6 separate regions of the Mus musculus genome follow, and all the other regions are linked to region 1. Evidence: chromatin contacts called from public HiChIP or PLAC-seq, Micro-C and promoter capture Hi-C data. All regions are on one chromosome and are shown on one strand. Each heading gives the region's core, a stretch centred on a gene start, on an enhancer-like site or on the middle of the called end of the contact. The rest is flanking DNA. Distances are from core to core; before and after follow the strand shown. Region 1 holds the start of Ephb3 (Eph receptor B3). Region 2 holds the start of 2510009E07Rik (RIKEN cDNA 2510009E07 gene). Region 3 holds the start of Chrd (chordin). Region 4 has its middle 85 kb from the start of Gm22741. Region 5 has its middle 68 kb from the start of Gm6551. Region 6 overlaps Vps8 (VPS8 CORVET complex subunit).

Region 1 (2,727 bases), core at 64-2,563:
CCTCTAGACTGTGTTAGTGACCTGTGCCGGTGTTCCCTGTGGGTTCATGTCAAGTGGCGTAAGTGTGAGCTCTCTTGTCTGGGCCAGCCACACTCGGGCTGTTTGTTTGTCCAAGTTCAATTTCTTCCCAGTAGCAGTCTTAGTAGGTTTCACTGAGCCCACAGACAAGGCTGACCTTTTCCCGCCGCTGATGACTAGTAGCCACTCGGCTCAGGTGCTCCCCGGGTAAATCCCTGTTGGTGAGGGTTCAATGGAAACCTAAGCCCTCCAAAGGTCCTGCTGGAGGTGGGGGTGGGGTGGGTCCGAGAAGGTTTACAACAGACACACACACACCTCTTGTGTTGCTGGCACTTGAAAAACCATAAACAATGACAGGCCCCCCTGCCTCTCCACCCCCGCAGCCATCCCCTGACAAAGCGGGGTGCACACAATCACGCTTACTGTTAACTACAACGGGTTCCCAACCAGTGCAGCCCCCAACCCGAGGAGCTTCGCTTCACCCGCCCAAGCGCCCAGTCCCGCAGCCCCCCCGCCTTGATGCTGAGTCGCCCACATTTCCTCGCCTTCCAGAGGTGCGAACCCCCGAGGGTCTCGTTCCTCTGCTTTGACTGTAGGCTATCCCTTCCAAATGGAAAGAAGAAAAAAAAAAAAACCCGAAAAACAAAAAACAACCCACGGCCGAACTGCTGCTTTCGGGAGTCGGTGCTGAGTCCTGATGCTAGCAGTTTCCCCAAAGAGGGCTGCGGAGCCGGCTCGAGCCTAGAGTCTCCTTGGACGTGTGCTCAGCCCACGGCCCCACACTGCGGGGCTCCCCGGTAGCGCGCGGGACCCCGACGCCGCTCACCTTCCAGCGCCCAGCAGCCGGCGGGAAGCAGCAGCGGCAGCAGCAGCGGAGCGAGCAGCGGCAGAAGCCCCGGCGGCGGGCGGGCTCCGGCCATAGCCCGGGGCGCTCGGTTGGGGGGCCGAGCCGGGCCGCGCCGGCGGGGCTGGGGACGCCCGAGGAAGAAGGCTCGCGCACAGTCCAAGAGATCCCGTCAGGGAGGGGGAGCAAAGCAGACGGGCTGCTCTGTAACCGAGGTGTCGCCCAACCCGGGACTCCGGGTAGATGCCGGCAGGTCGTTCCCGCGGGAATCTGGACGGACCGGTCCAGGAGGATCCGGGGCGCTGGGTGGCTTGATGCCCAATGACTCGGGAAGCGGAGGGCGCAGGTGGTCGCAGGTTCTCGGGGCACAGTCCACTGAGGCCGAGCTCAGATCCCGGGATCCTTGTGCGCTCGCCGTCCGGGGTAGGAGCCGGTATCTGGCTGCGCCGCTCACGTACTCACTTCTGCTGGTCCTCGCGGTGGAGCGGCCGCTCTGGGCGAGAGGGGCAGGGCTACCTGCCTGCCCGTCAACACTCAGGCCACGCCCCCAGAGGCCGGCCGCCCACTCACAGACCGCCCAGCCAGCTGGTTCTGCTGCGAGAGCACTCTGCTGGAGTTCAGTTGGCCGCTCTTCCACCGAGCCCACCCTCGGCGTCCTGGGGCTTGCAGCAGGAGGAGCCATTGAAAAGATGAATTAGACTGGGCGGAGCCACACTGTCAGTCAATCGGGTAACCCCGCCCCTCTCTCCTATTGGCGATTAGTAACCAGCTCCAGTCCTAGACGGTGATAACCAGATAGAACGAGCTGGGGGCGCCCCCCTGTGGTTAGCAGACCCATGGGATTCTGTCAAGAGGCTTTTTTTCTTCCAAGCACATCCAGACCCAGGACAGGCCTTAGCGAGTAGGGAAAGGAATGTGGGGCGTGGGAATTACCCACCCCGGCAGAGCCCGCTTCAAGGGACGCTCAAGGGTTTATTTATTCGTCTATTCGATTGTGATAATTTATTAGAAAATATTTTTTGGGCACCCACAATGTTTCAAAGTGGCTAGAGCAGAGAAGCGTTTATTATCCCGGAGCCATGTGTTAACTGGTGGAGGTGGGTTTAAAACTCACAGCGGGGCTAACAAGCATTCCTGCCGGGAAAGAACCTACCTTTTCGAAGCACAATGTTAGGTCTAAGGAAACGGGATCTAAGTGACAGTATACAAGATGGATGAGTAATAGTGTATTGAGGATGGGAGGCAGTGCTCCGGGCAGAGAACATACACTTTTGTGTTAAGACCTAGAATCGAAGAAAAAAAATGTTCAGAATAAAGTTCAGAATCGCTTGAGTGCAGAGTTAGAGCGGAGAGAGGGTGAACCGGCTGAGGAGAAGTAGATGAGGAGGGGCCCGGAGGATACGATTTTGGACTCACAATGTAGCCTTTCTCTTGAAACAGGGGGACATTACATTATCAGATTGGCATGTCTGTCCTGGGAGGATGACAGGCAGAGACAGTGGTGGAATCCTGGGGGCTAGTGAAGGGGCCATGTAGTGGAAGGGAGGGTGGTGGCTTAGACCATGACTAGAAGGAAGAGCCAACAAGTTAAGTTTGAAGTGTATTTGTGCCTAGGTGAATGAGAGAGGTGCCGGGGTCGGAAACATCAAAGAGAGCCTCTAGGTTACTGTGATGGACTTCTGCCGGTTCACTTTTAGAACATTTACAAGGTGTAATAAACACCCTGAAACAATACCTCACACTTATTCAGGGTAGGTGTTATTATAGCCTCATTTTACAGACAAAACTGAAGAAAGAAAGTAAAAGAAAATACATAGACAAACTGGCGTGTACAAAGGCTTGGCAGCTTGCCCCAAGTTACAGGA
Region 2 (2,727 bases), core at 63-2,562, 490 kb before region 1:
AGATGGGACAGTTGTTGAAATCAGCCGTTGCCATCTGAGTTTACCTCAATCCCTGACACATGAAGATTTCACAGAGTCAGACATATGCAAATTAGATTTCCCTTCCTAAGCCAAGGTTAAATAAAAGGGAAAATTATGAAAGGGTGCTTATGGCAGCAAAGAGTTTTGAGGACTTGAGGATGAATTTCGTTTAAAACCAGGATAGAGCTCATTGCCAAACAGGAAGGGGATAAAGGGAAGGGAAAGGAGATCTGGGGAAAGCACGGTCCAGCCCAGCATTTGTGCTGAGAGGCTCTGTTGCGGACCCTCTGCGATTACAGGCATTTTCCTGGGCCCGGTGTAGCATTTGGCAAGGAAGCAGAGGGAAGGCGTTCCTCCTTTCGGTGTTTTAGACTGGGCACTGGCCCGCGTGGTAGGGGAAGCACTGCTCCCGTAAACGAAAGATTCATTTTTCTCTTCTCTGGTTCAGTCTGGGATGGAAGACCCATTTGAAACAAGTTGTGGCCAGCAGGGCGGTCTAACAAGCAGACTGGGGGAGGTGGGAGAGGGACCTGCAGCCTAGGCAGCCACACCCATTGGCTAGGCTGGGCCACATGTCAGTCTGTGTACCCATGTCCGACCGTGTCAACTCCACACATGTAATCCATGCATAAATTTACTACGCCATTCCAGCCCACCATACCGCCACACACGCAGTTCAACTGATGCAGTTAATCACGCTAGGGCGTCCACACTCACAACACACACACACACACACACACACACACACACACACACACACACACTCACACACGACTATACGACTGGCGTGTAATGTCTATGGCCACACAGACACTGCAAGCCACTCAGTGCATCCCCACACCCTACACGTATCAAGACAGAAACCTAACAGATTCTCCCACCCTGACTGCCCAAAGCCCCGCACCCAGGACTAGTTCCGGGAGGCTGGCACAGGGAAGAACCCGCGAGGTCATCGCCCGCTGCCATCCGGCGGCTCCAGGACAGCCCGGGCGAGTGTGTGCCCAGCAGGACGCCACGGCGCGACGGGGAGGGAGTGCTAAGGACCAGGCTAGACCCTGTGCCTAAAGGCTGCGGGAGAAGGCCGGACTGTAGCCGGAGGTACGCCCTCCCAACCCGAGGGCGTAGGGGATGTGTGCTGACTGTCCTATGGGCATGTGGGACCCGCTGGCCGGGGGCAGAGGCGACGCGCGCAACGCCACCGCGAGGGGATGGGCTCGCAGAGGGGCGCGGCGGTCTAAGTGTGCGCGTGCGCGTGCAGGCGTGGCGGCCCGAGTGGGGAGGAGGGAGCAGGGAGGACGACAGAGAGAGACGGGAGGAGGGAGCAAAGAGGAGGGAGGAGAGGAGAGGAGAAAGAAGGGAGGAGGGAGCAGGGCGCAGAAGGGAGCAGGGCGCGGGGAGGCAGCAGGCCTGGCCGGGTCGCTGCTCCCTCCCCGGGCGGCTCCTCGGCAGCGGGTGTTCGCCGCGCCTCCAGCCCGCAACCCACCCTCGCCCTGCCCGGCCCGCGCCTCTGCCCTGTCCTAGGCTCCCGGCCCGGCTCTTCAACCGGAGAGATGAGTGCGGCCACGGCGCCCGAGCGCGGCTGGAAGAGCGAGAAAGTGGACGAGGCGCAGGCCCTGGCGCGGAGCTGCGCCGCCCGCAGACCCGACTTCCAGCCGTGCGACGGGCTGTCCATCTGTGCCACGCACAGCCACGGCAAGTGCTTCAAGCTGCACTGGTGCTGTCACCTGGGATGGTGTCACTGTAAGTGGAGCCGCGTCGGCCTGCTGTCGCCCGCCTGCGGCCGGGTGCTACCCGGACGACGGGAGGAAATCCCGGGGGAACCTAGCTGTAGTCACAAAAGGGAACCTTCCTACCCACAGGAGCCTGGGGCTGGCTTTCTTTGCCGTTCTTTTAGATACTTGCTCAGAGCCGCCAGAGCGGACGCGCGCCAGCAGGGTAGCCCTTTCAGCGGTGGGGGGTGGGCACGGACATACCCCTTTCACTTTCTTGCCTGTTCTTTCTGGCTGCTGTTGAACAGAAAGAACCCTAGGTCCTAGCGATTCCCATTTATTTAATGTATCCAGATCGAGAAAGAACCAAAGTATGAAGAATGGCTTCTAAGAAGTTAAAAGGAACAGTTTGAAGAGCAAACTCCTTCGACACCCAGTTACAGCGTTTGAGCCAAGCCAGGACTAGTCTAGTCCTAGGCCAGTTGTATTTATCCTGAGAGTTTTAAATAGATTAAACTTAAGTAGCCATTTAATCAGCATTCCACAATTTGATTACTTCATGGCATTTAGCTTAATCCGACTGCTGAATCATTTCTTTTTAGAAACATTCTGAAGTCGGTTTCCATATAATCTTAGATTTGGAGGGCTTTGCCGTGCTTAAGACACATTTTCCAAGTGATCTTCAATCAAACTTTTCCCCCCTGTTATTTAGGAGGATATGGTTTACAAGGAGAGCTACAATATGTAACAAATCTTTATTTGCTTTTAATTGAGAATATTTGAATGTCTTAGTTGAGTTTATAAATTAAAGGATAGAAAATCCTTGCTTTTCCTTATAAATTCAAGGTACCTGGAGAGCGAATATTGATTTTGTTGTTCCTCTGCTGATGAGGACAAACAGGATGTTCTTGCTTCTCGCTGAAAGTGTGGCTTCAGAGTAGGAAATATGAGAGCTAAAGTGTACCTGTTGGATGAATTTAATGGCAGTCTACCTCCT
Region 3 (2,727 bases), core at 132-2,631, 470 kb after region 1:
CTGTCAGCAGCGCCACAAAGTCTTCGAGAAGAGAAGATGGCCTGAGCACTGTCAAGCCTTGCCGCGGGACTCAAACTTCATCAGGCCCACCTCCACCCCAGCCTACCTGTGTGGCCATCAGCACGGGTCCGCTCCCCAACGCCGGGTTCCCCTCGATCACTGTAACTGCGATGCTCTGGATCCCTTGGATACTCGAAGACCAGGCCAGCGGGCTGTGGATCTAGATTGCTGCGCTCTGCATCCGGGGTAAGGAATAAGACGGCTGGCTTCAGAAAGGTACCAGGAGGACCAGTCCTCCTCCGCGATGCAAGTCGTACAGGACCTAGTGTAGAGCCTTCCACCCTCCTAACTCCGGGCACAGCGGGCCTCACCCTGCGGGCAGGTCTGGCAGCAGTGTCCTGGCAGCTGGCGCGGCTGCCTGCAGGCCAGGGTGGGGCACTGAGGTTTGATGTTCTTGCAGCTGACCCTGCCAGGACCCCTCCCACGGCGAGCCCACTGAGGCTGATGGCAGAGAACATAGGAAAATTAAGGGAATGAAACCATCAGACCCCAGGGCTGCAGACAGTCAATTCTGCTATTTACAAGTTACATGGCCCGTCCAAAGTTTCTTAACTTCTCTGAGCCTCGGCGTCCCTGTCTGCAAAGTAGAACTAATAATGTCATTTATCTAGCAATACTGTAACGGGAGGGGGGAAGTTGGCTAAAAGCCAGTCACATTGTGGGCGATCAATAACTGTCAACACCGCAGACTTGAAAGCGGTTTCCTCCGATTTGCGGACCAGCCTTCCCCTGAGCATCTCCGAGTCTACTACTTAGGACACCAGCGTTCCGCTACCCTCTAGAGTAGGGCAGGCAGCTGCGTTATCCACTCACCGCTTCACAGGCGCACAGCACGCAGCGCATCACCCCAAAAGGCTCCCCCAGGTCCGGGTGCCACGTCTCGTCCAAGGCATAGACCTTCCCGCCGAAGGAGCAGCCTGCGGGGACGGGCTTGGCTGGCGGCCGCTGTCCGGTTGCTCGTGCCGTAATGCCTGCTCCGGGCTCTGCCCGCCAGGCCCATGGTCCCTTGGCACCGTGCACCTCGCCGCCTCTGCTTTCCCCTCCCACCCTCCCGCTGCGCGAAGCCACCTGCGCCCGGGGCCCTCTCCCTGTGGATGTAGACTTGCCAGGAGTCAGACTCCCCTCCCGCACCTCCCCCTGGAGCCCACCTACCTGCCGCTCCCCGGACAGGCAGCGGCTCCTTCTCGGAACGGATGGGCAGTGCTGGGGGCTCAGGGCCAGTGCCACTGGCCGGCCGCGAGCCGAGCAGCAGCAGCCCGAGGAGCAGCCGCGGGGCCGGCGGGGCCGGGAGGCTCGGCATGACGCGGAGCAGACAGCTGGGGAGGCGGGCGGGAGGAGGGAGCAGGAGAGGGAGTAGGGCCGGACCGGAGGCGGGCCGGCAGGAGGGGGCCGGGGCCAGGAGGGGGGCAGTGGCGAGGGGCTCGTCTCACAGTCGCCTGGTCGGCTCCCGGCCGGGCGGGGCGGGAGAGAGCGGGCGGAGGGGCGCTGACCCGGGCCGTACTCCACTTTAGTGCCCTAGGCGCCGGCTCTGGCCCGTTTTATGCCCGCGCCAGGCGTCCGGGCCCGGGGCCTCCTCTTCAGCAAACGGGGCGCGGCGGCGGCTCCACAAGGAGCCCGGCTGAGCCCGGGGGGTCCGGCCCAGCAGCAGCGGCCGGATCGCGAGTGGGGGAGGGGGACAGGCTGGGACCCGGCAGGGGAGGAGGGAGGGACTGGAGGAGGGGGGAGCGGAGTGGGTAGGGGGAAGGGAGGAACTAGGGGGCGCAAAGAGGGAGAGGAGAGGCGGGCCTCGACACCCCCACACACGCTCCTTGCGACCACCCCTGGAGGTGGTGTCCACCCCAAGACCAGAGGCTCAGGCTAGTGAAGGGCAGAGGCTGAGCCTCGGGCCTGTGGCACTCTTGAACGAGATGGGCCGCTGGAGGATGAGGACTTGTCTTTGAAAATGACACCGATCCACCCCTACCTAGGACCCACAGCACCCCCTTCCTTTCACTCTGGCTGTATTCCTATTTCCCTTCTAAGGTCTCTCCTCTTTCTTCACTTCCCAGGGACAGGAACCTAGCCTGTGCTTCCCAGAATCAAGCAGTGCTTCCCTGAGTGGAGTCATAATTCACCAGCACCCCAACCTGCTCTCAAGTCCATCCAACTACCACCTCTGGCTCTCTCATGCTTTTCCTTCATCCAAGAGATGACCCTCTTCCTCTCCAGCTCAGTCCCCACCTCCTTTGTCCTGCTTTTCTAGACAAGCCTCCCCATCCTACACACACACACACACACACACACACACACACACACACACACACACGCGCGCGCGCGCGCGCGCGCGCGCGCACCGTTCTTCCCACTATCCCAGCACTAGGCTTCCTAATCTTAGAAGGCATCTCTTATTCAACTGGAGAATTCCGGGATCCAGGCCATACGCCTCAGTAGATAGCCCATCCTCTCTGAGGCGCAGAGAAAGCCTGAGGAAGACAAGGGAGAGAGGACAGGGTCAGGCCACAAGGTCCCTGAGGACAGAGACTGTGGGGAGACAGGGACTGGGGAGAAAGCACAGGAGCTAGAGCCAGGGCCAAAGGAAGAGAGGAGCCAGCAAAGAGGTATTTGTGGGGGAGGCTCGGCAGCTGTCCTTCCTAAGACAGGGACAGATGGGCCTGGTTATTTCTCTTG
Region 4 (2,727 bases), core at 164-2,663, 370 kb after region 1:
AAATTTTGGATATTGGTCTTTGATGGGCTACCTACCTCTAATAGAAAACAACATTTCTCAGACGTTCACCATGTGACTACAGGGATGAAACTCAGGTCATCAGGCTTGGTGGCAAGTGCTTTTGCCTGCTGCGCCATCCCACCCGTCCTAGCAGCAGTGTTTTTGATAAGAGAAAGGGAGGGGTGGGTGAAGAGGCTCATCGGTGAAGTGCTTACCATACAAGTCTGAGGCATGAACTCATTCCCTGACCTGAAGTGGAAAGAGAGAAGGGATTTAAAGTTGCCCTCTGACATTCACATCGGTCTGCTGGCATCCATGTGTGTGCCATGCTTCCATACAGAGAGAAGAGGGGAGATCCACCATGCCTGCATGCACAGAGAGAGAAAGGGGGCCCCACCATGCCTGCATACACACAGAGAAAGGGGTCCCAATATGCCTGAGTACACACAGTGTCCTGCCATGCCTACATACACAAAGAAAGAAGAGGGGTCCCACCATGCCTGCATATACACAGAAAAAAAGGGGGTCCAGTAATCCTACATACACAGGGAAAAGGGGGGGGGGGAACCCCTGCTAGTTCTCTTTAATTGCAGGTCCCACATCTGTCCAGAATTGTTCATGCTTTGCAGACCTTGAAAATTCTCTGGAAGCACATAAGGCTGGCCACAACAAGGTGACAGCAGCCCCACCTGGGCAGCTTCCTCCCACTGTCCCACTTCCCACACAACCACAGCAGTTGATCCAGCAGGCTACCTTCCTTCAGTTTCGGGAGCAAAGAGTCCAGCAGTCCAAGATGAGATTTCCAGCACAGCTTTCTTCAGGGGCATCTTCCTCACAAAACATTTCCATCTTTTTTCTGCATACTTATTCATAGCCTCAGAGTGCCCTGGGGGGATCTTTTTATTTATTTATTTATTTTATGTTTATGGAATAAAGGTGCTGTGCACCATGGTGCATGGTCAGGAAGGTCAGAGAACCAATCTGTTGGTTCTTTTCTCCCACTGAGCTACGTCATGAGGCTTTGAGGCCAAGGCCTTTATGCACTGAGCCATCACACCCATACCACAACATTCTTAAGACAGATATTTTGGCTGCTATTGTTGTTCTCATTTTAAAGAAAATCACAGGACAAGTTGGCTTCCCAATTTAGATTTTCCCATTTATAACCCATATTGGTACTTGGTAGGAAATGTGTAGTAAGGCTGTGTCATGCTTAAACACGTTGGCACTTTTCCTTTCTCATATATACGTGTAATATTTTCCATCTTAAGGAGAAGAAAATTTAATTTCTAAGATCTCAAAGAGGTAAGGCAAGTGTTGCCCAAATAGTTGAGTCTGTCTGGCACCTCTGGCCCCAGACATGGGGGAGGGAGACAAGGGGAGGGGAGGGCACACTCAATGATGACGAGGAAACCCAGATCACTGTAGGGTACTTTCCATCTCTGCCCCAGCCACTTATCAGGGTCTAGAGGACTGAGAGCTTGTGTTGGGGGAGAGACAGGAAGTTTTAGCATCTGGTAACACCTTGGCAGGATGTGACTTGGAGCTGCCTGGTTAGCTGACACACCCTCTCTGACATCCAAGCCAAATACTCTAAGGACAGTGCTCAGCCCAGTCAAGCCCACAGCTGCAAGGAAAGAGGGGGTGGGGAGCATTCCAGCCCTGCCTTGGCTTCATCTTTGCGCTACTGCTTCCTGGTGTGTTTCTTTGTCACGTCTGTAAGCTTGAAAGTGACTTACACTGTGTCAAGCAGTATGGCATAGACCACATAAGGATGGGGGAGTTCATTCATGAAGTTGGTCCGTACAAGAAGGAACCTAGCACTTGCCAGCTGCAAAGGAGCTGGGCGTGCCAAGCATTCCCAACATAGGTTGGTTAATAAGCCTAGCCCTGCAGAGTGCTCACAAACACCTCGGTGTGGAATGCCTAATGAGGAAAGAAAAGATATTTACCATACATTACTAAGTAAAGGCTCCACACACAGGATTCTTTCTTTGTAATCAAAGTGTTCTTGCTTGACAGAGTCCTTTTCTAAGCCAGGCCTGAAAGGCAAAGGTACAGGCTGGATGCACCCCTCCTCTGACAAACAATCAGGTTACAGTCACCCCCATCTTTTCCACATCCCTCACAGGGGATCTGTTGGCCTTCCCACACCCTTCCGATACAAAGGGAGTTGTAGTCACATTCCATCCCCCAGACAATTGAGGAAGTAATGCTACACCATGGGCTGACCTCTCTCAGTCACTCCAGAGCCTCCAAGTAACAGAGTGCCCAGCTACAGAGTTACAGAGTGACACCCCACCTCAAAACAACAAAATAAAGCAAGCAGGATAACAGTACTCATCTGCCAAATCTCCCCCTCAGTCACCCCAGTTGCCCCACTTCTGGTAGGAGCTACATCTGTGAAGCCAGGATATAGTTTGAGCCCTTCCTCAAGGAAGAAGGAACACACAGACACACACATTTTAACGTACTTACATACTTGCAGGTGTGTTTATGGTTTCGTCCTCACACCGAGTTGGTTCATAATAAGGAAGTTGCTGGACCACCAGAGACCAAGCTGAATGCAAATCTAAGTTTGAAAGTTCTCCTCTTGTGAGACTATGCCGGGGCCTAGCAAACACAGAAGTGGATGCTCACAGTCAGCTATTGAATGGACCACAGGGCCCCCAATGGAGGAACTAGAGAAAGCACCCAAGGAACTAAAGGGAACTGCAACCCTATAGG
Region 5 (2,727 bases), core at 141-2,640, 340 kb after region 1:
AACCACAACTCAAGGAAATGGGGAGGGCATTGTTGGAAAATACCAAAGATACCAGTTAAGAGTCACAAGGAAGTGCAAAGTCACAAGTGTCACAAGGAATACCTGGTAATTGTTCAGGTTATCTCTCAAGACAGTTTCTAAGAGCCCCTAACAATAGCACATTCTTTGAATGAACACTCTTTGAACCCAGGAAGCGGGTAGGTGGAGGAATGTCGCTATCTGTTTTATGATTAGCATACCTTGGAACATTGAGTCACAAAGGTCACATTCCCAAGCCTGGGCCTAAAGGCCTAGAATTTTGTTTTTACGTTTTACTTTTTCACCTACCCTAGAGCTATAAAAGCCTGGACTTCCTCACATCCAATGCTGATCTCTTGAAATCCACCTTAGATGGAGGCAGCCATACACATTAGTAAAATAAAGCTTACTTTAATTAATTATTGGGATTCATTAATTAATTTGGCCATGATGATTTGGATCACTGGTCTTTCTCCTTCTATCTTTAGGACTAACAACTAGCCTGCCCTAACTTCTGTAAGCCAACACGGCCATGCCCTAGCTGCCATCAAGAGGGACATTGGGCTGTCAATTGCCCTCATGTGACACAGAACAGAGAAACATCACCTCCAGATAACCCTCCAATTGATCTCCTAGGTTTGGCTATGGCCGACTGAGGAGGCCGGAGCTCCCCTGACCCTGACCACTACCATCACTAGCAGGGAGCCCCAGGTAAATATTGTGGTATGTGGGCAGCCCATCTCCTTCTGCTTAGACACTGGGGTCATTTACTCAGTCCTGACAGAGTTTTGGGGACCCACTTCTGCTACACACACTCCAGTGAACTCTGCTTGGCAGGCCGAGAGGCCTGGAAGCACTCACGAGGCAGGGAGTTTCAAGGAAACTCAACCTTCTGGAACCAGGCATTCTCATAACCTGTATACTCATACCCTATCCCCACCTTAGTCTGGTGTATGGATCCACGTGCTCTCTTTTAGTATTATTTTATTATAAGTGACTTTAAAGATTGAATTCTGACATAGCTAAGCCTTCGCCAGTGTTCCAATATCCTAGAAAATCCTTGAAGCCGACAAACTTGGAATTCAGTAGGAATTCAGTAAGAATTAAGTAAGAAGGTTATCTATTCAGTAACATTCAAATTTACTTCTTGTAGAGATGGTGAAACTAATTAGGCATTACAAAGAACGGAGCCAGAATAGCTCAGGGCTGGTCTGCAGAGTGTTTACTTGGGACAATAGCCAGTCTTACCCAGACAAGAGAATTCACAATGGCCTTTCGAATAGGTGGGTTTACCATAAAAGAGTTAGGGAATCCCCCTGAGACAGGTTTCTTCACTAGGCCCAAAGAAACACCATAATCAGGCATTTACTAATAACCCCTGGTGGTGGGCTTAACAATAGACTGGCATTACACCTGGCTCCCTTCTTAGTGGCAGCAGGCTGGTCCCCACCTTCTTTTGATGTATACATTCCTTTTGTATTGTGTCACTGTTACTCAGCAGATGTATCTCCGCCTGGTTTCTTGTCGCTCTTCTGTATAAAAAGTTTGATGCTTGACTTGAAAAATTACACTCAGATTCTACACAATCTATAGTGTTGCATCTATTTGTCATTCATTCGCTGACTCCTTGCCCACCGGCAACTAGAGACCCGTTCTACGCAAACAGGGACCAAAAAGGGTCTGCGGCACACTTCTGGTTTTCCTATTGTTGGGGTAGCAGGACAGCCTTACTTCCCTCACCAGATCCCACCACTTAGTTGCATTTTTAGGGGTTGTCTTAGTCAGGGTTTCTATTCCTGCACAAACATCATGACCAAGAAGCAAGTTGGGGAGGAAAGGGTTTATTCAGCTTACAATTCCATACTGCTGTTTATCTGGAACTCAAACAGGTCAGGAAGCAGGAACTGATGCAGAGGCCATGGAGGGATGTTCTTTACTGGCTTGCTTCCCCTGGCTTGCTCAGCTTGCTCTCTTATAGAACCAAGATTACCAGCCCAGAGATGGTCCCACCCACAAGGGGCCTTTTCCCCTTGATCACTAATTGAGAAAATGCCTTACAGTTGGATCTCATGGAGGCATTTCCTCAACTGAAGCTCCTTTTTCTGTGATAACTCCAGCTGTGTCAAGTTGACACACAACTAGCCAGTGCAGGGGTGTACTTCTCACCCATTCCTTTTTGGTAGTGCCAACGTGTCCTGTCCCCTTATTGGAAAGGGATCTTCTAGCCAGGCTGGGAGCATCTACTTCCTTTGCTCCCCTCATTCGCCTAAACTTAAGCTCTCCAGAAGTTCCTCTGCTCCTTCTTCTAGCCAGCCAACCTTCTAACACTACCATGTTATTTCCCCCTACCATCTTCTCAGGTAGATCCCCGAGTCTGGGACATCCAGAATCCCTCTGTTACTAAACACTATTCTCCTGTTGTCATCCAATTACTAGACTCTACCAGGTACATAACCCAAGCTCAATACTCTCTCTCCCTCCAGAGCCTCAGGGGACTTAAGCCTGTCATTTCTGATCTCTTGAGGAAAAAAAACTCCTTTGCCCTACCTCTTTCCCCTTTAACACCCCTATACTAACAGTTAAAAAACCTAATGGTACCTATCGCCTGGTTCAAAACCTCAGGAGCATTAATTCTGCAGTGGTTCCTCGCCATCCTGTTGTGACAAACCCTTACACACTTCTTTCCACTATCCCCTTGGGGACTTCCCA
Region 6 (2,727 bases), core at 90-2,589, 280 kb before region 1:
CACTCTGGTAGCCTGATCAAAAGTCCAGTCCTAGTGAGGAAGCTACAACTGTTTTGCCAACTGGGCATGATGTGCCTCTCAACTTGCCTTCTACATATCCATGCTGATGCCAAAGCACTGCTGCTCTTAGGCCTGGTGAGAGAAGCTTTGACACTAGGCGGTGGTTAACGAGACAGGTGACCCTTAGTACTCAGATACCAGCTAAGAGGGTATCTACACCACCTGCCCCAAGGTACATCGCAAAAAAGAAACATACGAATGTGAGGGCCAGAGGAAGAGTCAGAGTGTCATGGAGCCTTCATAGGACCTACGCTGGATTTGGTCCATCGAGAGGCATAGAGAGGGTCCCACCACTTCTTGCAGGTGCACAGGCAGTTTACTCACTGCTGAGGGAAAGGATTTGCAAGAAAGAAAAGACAGGAGACTAGACACACACGTAGAAGTGGATGGGGTGGGAAGAAGAAAGGAAAGGGAGAGAAGAGAGGGCAACAGGGGTATAATCAAAACATTACATACACATGCATGTATGGAAATAGCAGAATAAAATTAACATATAATAATAAAAACTTACGAAATGCCCCTCCTGTTCAGAAGCCATCCTCCCTTCATTTGAGTAGGACAAACAAAAGAAAGGCATAAATCCAAGAGCTATCTCCTCAACAGCACTTCACTTCAAACTGAAATGCACCATCTTGCTCCCTCTTCTCCTTCCCTCTCTTCCCTTTCTCCCTGCTAGGAAGCCAGACTGGACTCAAAATCACTGTGCAGCAAGAGATAGTCTTGAACTGAATATCCTTGGGTCTCAGTCACCTGCAAGTTGGAGTTATATAAAGTGTCTCATCACAATCCAACATCTTCTCCTGCCGGTCCACCTCACGTGCCGCTTGCATCTCAGCCTTGGTCAGACAGGCTTCTCTTTGCAGTGGGTGGGAGTTAATGCAGACTCACAGCTGGTCCAAGTGCTGAGAGCGAGTGATGCTGAGTGCCCAGCTCTAAATGGACCTGCCATCAGCTCCAAGGAGAGCCAGCGGGGACTTTAGCCTTATTCAGGATGTGCCCTTGGTACAACAGTGTGGGACTGGTAAGGGGTTAACCAATCACTTCCTGGTCGTATTTCAGGCCTGCTCCAGAGGAGGAAATTCATTTCTCGTACTGTGATCCTGGTCAAGAGCCCATGCCTCAAGAGGTCATGGGCCCTACCAGGGCCTCTGCTCGTGGGCCTGAACAGACTGAGCCCTTGGGGATGAGGGCTGACACCCTGCTGTTACTGTTGCAGGGGAGGGGCATTCCTTCCAGTAAACAGCCCCAACCTATGCACACAGGCGCAGCCCCACTTAAAGCTGGCAAGTCACATGACAGTGGGAGGAGAGCTGCTCACAAGACAGGCGCAGGAGGGTGTTAGGAGAGTACTGGGGGTCAGTACACTAGGACTAAAGATATTTCTAACTCCTACCTAGCTACACCTTTCAAATCTAGTAAACAAATTTGAATCTAATGTTTAATCTTGTCAGGTTTATACACAATTAAATGGGATTTTCTTATCAAGATCATTTTCAATTTTGACTCTTGCTGCTACCTAGCCCTGACAGGCTTGTCAATAAACTAACTTTACTTATGTCACTGATAAAAACTTGGGTATGAGCCGGCGGTGGTGGCACATGCCTTTAAACGCAGCAGAGGCAGAGGCAGGCAGATTTCTGAGTTCGAGGCCAGCCTGGTCTACAAAGTGAGTTCCAGGACAGCCAGAACTACACAGAGAAACCCTGTTTTGAAAAAAAAAAAAAAAAAAAAAAAAAAAAGACAAAAAACAAAACTTGGGTATGAAGGTATGCATGCGCGCACACACACACACACACACACACACACACACACACACAGACACACACATACACACACACTATATGCACATATACATATATGCAAAGATTAATCACAGGAGCCTGACATTACAGACTGGTAGAAAAGGAGGATATAACCTATACAAAACTGGCTTTCTGTGTCTGGTTTTAGAGTGCTCTTTCAGTGGATAGAAGAGTATCAGTGCCGCTTCTATATATAAATAGTACTACGGCAAAACATTTACTGAAAAGTGCCTACTCCGCCCTGGTAATAAACTGATCATACAGAAAAAACTTAAAAATATGAAAGTACATTAAGAGAGAATGAATAACAAGCCACCAAAAATATGTTTGTGTGCAAATGCTGTGACTGGGGATGTTCCACAACACCTGGGGTCTTCAAGATGTGAACAATTATATTGTAGCTACACACGTCACACACACTGGGCTCTGGCGTTAATTTCTCTAACACGTAACGTTTATCTGGACTTTTTGAACTATGTTCACACGAAAAGAAGTCTTGTTCAACTACACAGTGAAGAACTGCAGATGGAAACCCTGAAGTCCAAATGTTTACATTCAGTCACTAACTTCCTTGTTATGTGCCCTAAGCGACTTACCTCGTCTCTCTGTGCCTGCATGCCATGTATAACGGGGAGCAGTAACAGCGCCTGCCTTAGAGAGTTCTGCTAAGAATTACATGGGTGATATGCAGCAACCATGCACTGCCTAAACACGACTCTGCCCGCTCAAAGCCTGGTCCCTGGGGTGGGGATGCTTAATGATGGTTGAACTTTCAGGAGCTGTAGTCTGGTGGAAAGTTAATTATGTCTCTAAGAAAAGAAAATGTTTTCCTCATAGGAGTCCATGAGAGCAAACTGCTAAAATG

Evidence for each region. Promoter capture Hi-C pulls out the DNA fragments that hold promoters and counts their contacts. A called contact is a pair of places that touch in the nucleus more often than the background predicts. HiChIP or PLAC-seq counts read pairs in DNA pulled down with a chosen protein or histone mark.
Region 2: an H3K4me3 HiChIP or PLAC-seq map of forebrain shows a contact between it and region 1, with 4 times the contacts expected there. The contact joins the promoter of 2510009E07Rik here to the promoter of Ephb3 in region 1. A contact is called at or near these places in 4 of 39 promoter capture datasets (cranial neural crest, embryonic stem cells and frontonasal cranial neural crest), 3 of 484 Hi-C or Micro-C datasets (all in embryonic stem cells), 3 of 115 datasets of contacts at active chromatin or transcription factors (embryonic stem cells and forebrain) and 1 of 9 other capture datasets (macrophages).
Region 3: a contact with region 1 is called in a promoter capture Hi-C map of embryonic stem cells, with 18 read pairs. The contact joins the promoter of Chrd here to the promoter of Ephb3 in region 1. A contact is called at or near these places in 17 of 39 promoter capture datasets (the 3T3-L1 cell line, 3T3-L1-derived adipocytes, the C10 cell line and 9 more), 2 of 15 datasets of contacts at CTCF or cohesin (the NIH/3T3 cell line and embryonic stem cells), 37 of 484 Hi-C or Micro-C datasets (the N1E-115 cell line, the P5424 cell line, Sertoli cells and 22 more), 22 of 115 datasets of contacts at active chromatin or transcription factors (SST interneurons, embryonic basal ganglia, embryonic fibroblasts and 14 more) and 3 of 9 other capture datasets (adipose tissue, macrophages and pancreatic islet).
Region 4: an H3K4me3 HiChIP or PLAC-seq map of embryonic stem cells shows a contact between it and region 1, with 5 times the contacts expected there. The contact joins the enhancer-like site here to the promoter of Ephb3 in region 1. A contact is called at or near these places in 10 of 39 promoter capture datasets (cranial neural crest, embryonic stem cells, hippocampal neurons and 4 more), 1 of 15 datasets of contacts at CTCF or cohesin (embryonic stem cells), 2 of 484 Hi-C or Micro-C datasets (embryonic stem cells and nephron progenitors), 11 of 115 datasets of contacts at active chromatin or transcription factors (astrocytes, embryonic stem cells, pancreatic cancer cells and 1 more) and 2 of 9 other capture datasets (embryonic stem cells and liver).
Region 5: a contact with region 1 is called in an H3K27ac HiChIP or PLAC-seq map of embryonic stem cells, with 2.6 times the contacts expected there. The contact joins the enhancer-like site here to the promoter of Ephb3 in region 1. A contact is called at or near these places in 3 of 39 promoter capture datasets (cranial neural crest, liver and stem cell-derived epiblast-like cells) and 4 of 115 datasets of contacts at active chromatin or transcription factors (all in embryonic stem cells).
Region 6: a contact with region 1 is called in a Micro-C map of embryonic stem cells, with 2.6 times the contacts expected there. The contact joins the enhancer-like site here to the promoter of Ephb3 in region 1. A contact is called at or near these places in 4 of 39 promoter capture datasets (the 3T3-L1 cell line, embryonic stem cells, hippocampal neurons and 1 more), 1 of 15 datasets of contacts at CTCF or cohesin (embryonic stem cells), 7 of 484 Hi-C or Micro-C datasets (the C3H10T1/2 cell line, cerebral cortex, cortical neurons and 3 more), 9 of 115 datasets of contacts at active chromatin or transcription factors (the NIH/3T3 cell line, astrocytes, embryonic stem cells and 2 more) and 2 of 9 other capture datasets (adipose tissue and embryonic stem cells).

The regions. Positions count from the first base shown.
Region 1 is chr16:21,203,381-21,206,107 of GRCm38.p6, reverse strand. It overlaps Ephb3 (Eph receptor B3), which reads right to left and starts at 1,313. Exons shown (of 16, transcript NM_010143.1): 1 at 845-1,313. The coding sequence starts at 938.
Region 2 is chr16:21,693,250-21,695,976 of GRCm38.p6, reverse strand. It overlaps 2510009E07Rik (RIKEN cDNA 2510009E07 gene), which reads left to right and starts at 1,312. Exons shown (of 2, transcript NM_001001881.2): 1 at 1,312-1,761. The coding sequence starts at 1,572.
Region 3 is chr16:20,731,781-20,734,507 of GRCm38.p6, reverse strand. It overlaps Chrd (chordin), which reads right to left and starts at 1,381. Exons shown (of 23, transcript NM_009893.2): 1 at 1,213-1,381; 2 at 874-977; 3 at 372-501; 4 at 107-235; 5 at 1-21. The coding sequence starts at 1,360. It also overlaps a transcript of Thpo not described here.
Region 4 is chr16:20,828,982-20,831,708 of GRCm38.p6, reverse strand. No RefSeq gene overlaps it. Among named protein-coding and RNA genes, the nearest start is that of Gm22741, 85 kb to the right of the region's middle. Within about 2 kb of position 1,413, at least 49 of the 459 cell types and tissues checked have an H3K27ac peak or open chromatin away from gene starts, as enhancers often do. A contact at or near this core is called in embryonic stem cells and pancreatic cancer cells, where this site is marked.
Region 5 is chr16:20,859,489-20,862,215 of GRCm38.p6, reverse strand. No RefSeq gene overlaps it. Among named protein-coding and RNA genes, the nearest start is that of Gm6551, 68 kb to the left of the region's middle. Within about 2 kb of position 1,390, at least 6 of the 459 cell types and tissues checked have an H3K27ac peak or open chromatin away from gene starts, as enhancers often do. A contact at or near this core is called in embryonic stem cells, where this site is marked.
Region 6 is chr16:21,484,498-21,487,224 of GRCm38.p6, reverse strand. All of the region lies in intron 20 of Vps8 (VPS8 CORVET complex subunit), which reads right to left. Among named protein-coding and RNA genes, the nearest start is that of Vps8, 63 kb to the right of the region's middle. Within about 2 kb of position 1,339, at least 9 of the 459 cell types and tissues checked have an H3K27ac peak or open chromatin away from gene starts, as enhancers often do. A contact at or near this core is called in embryonic stem cells, where this site is marked.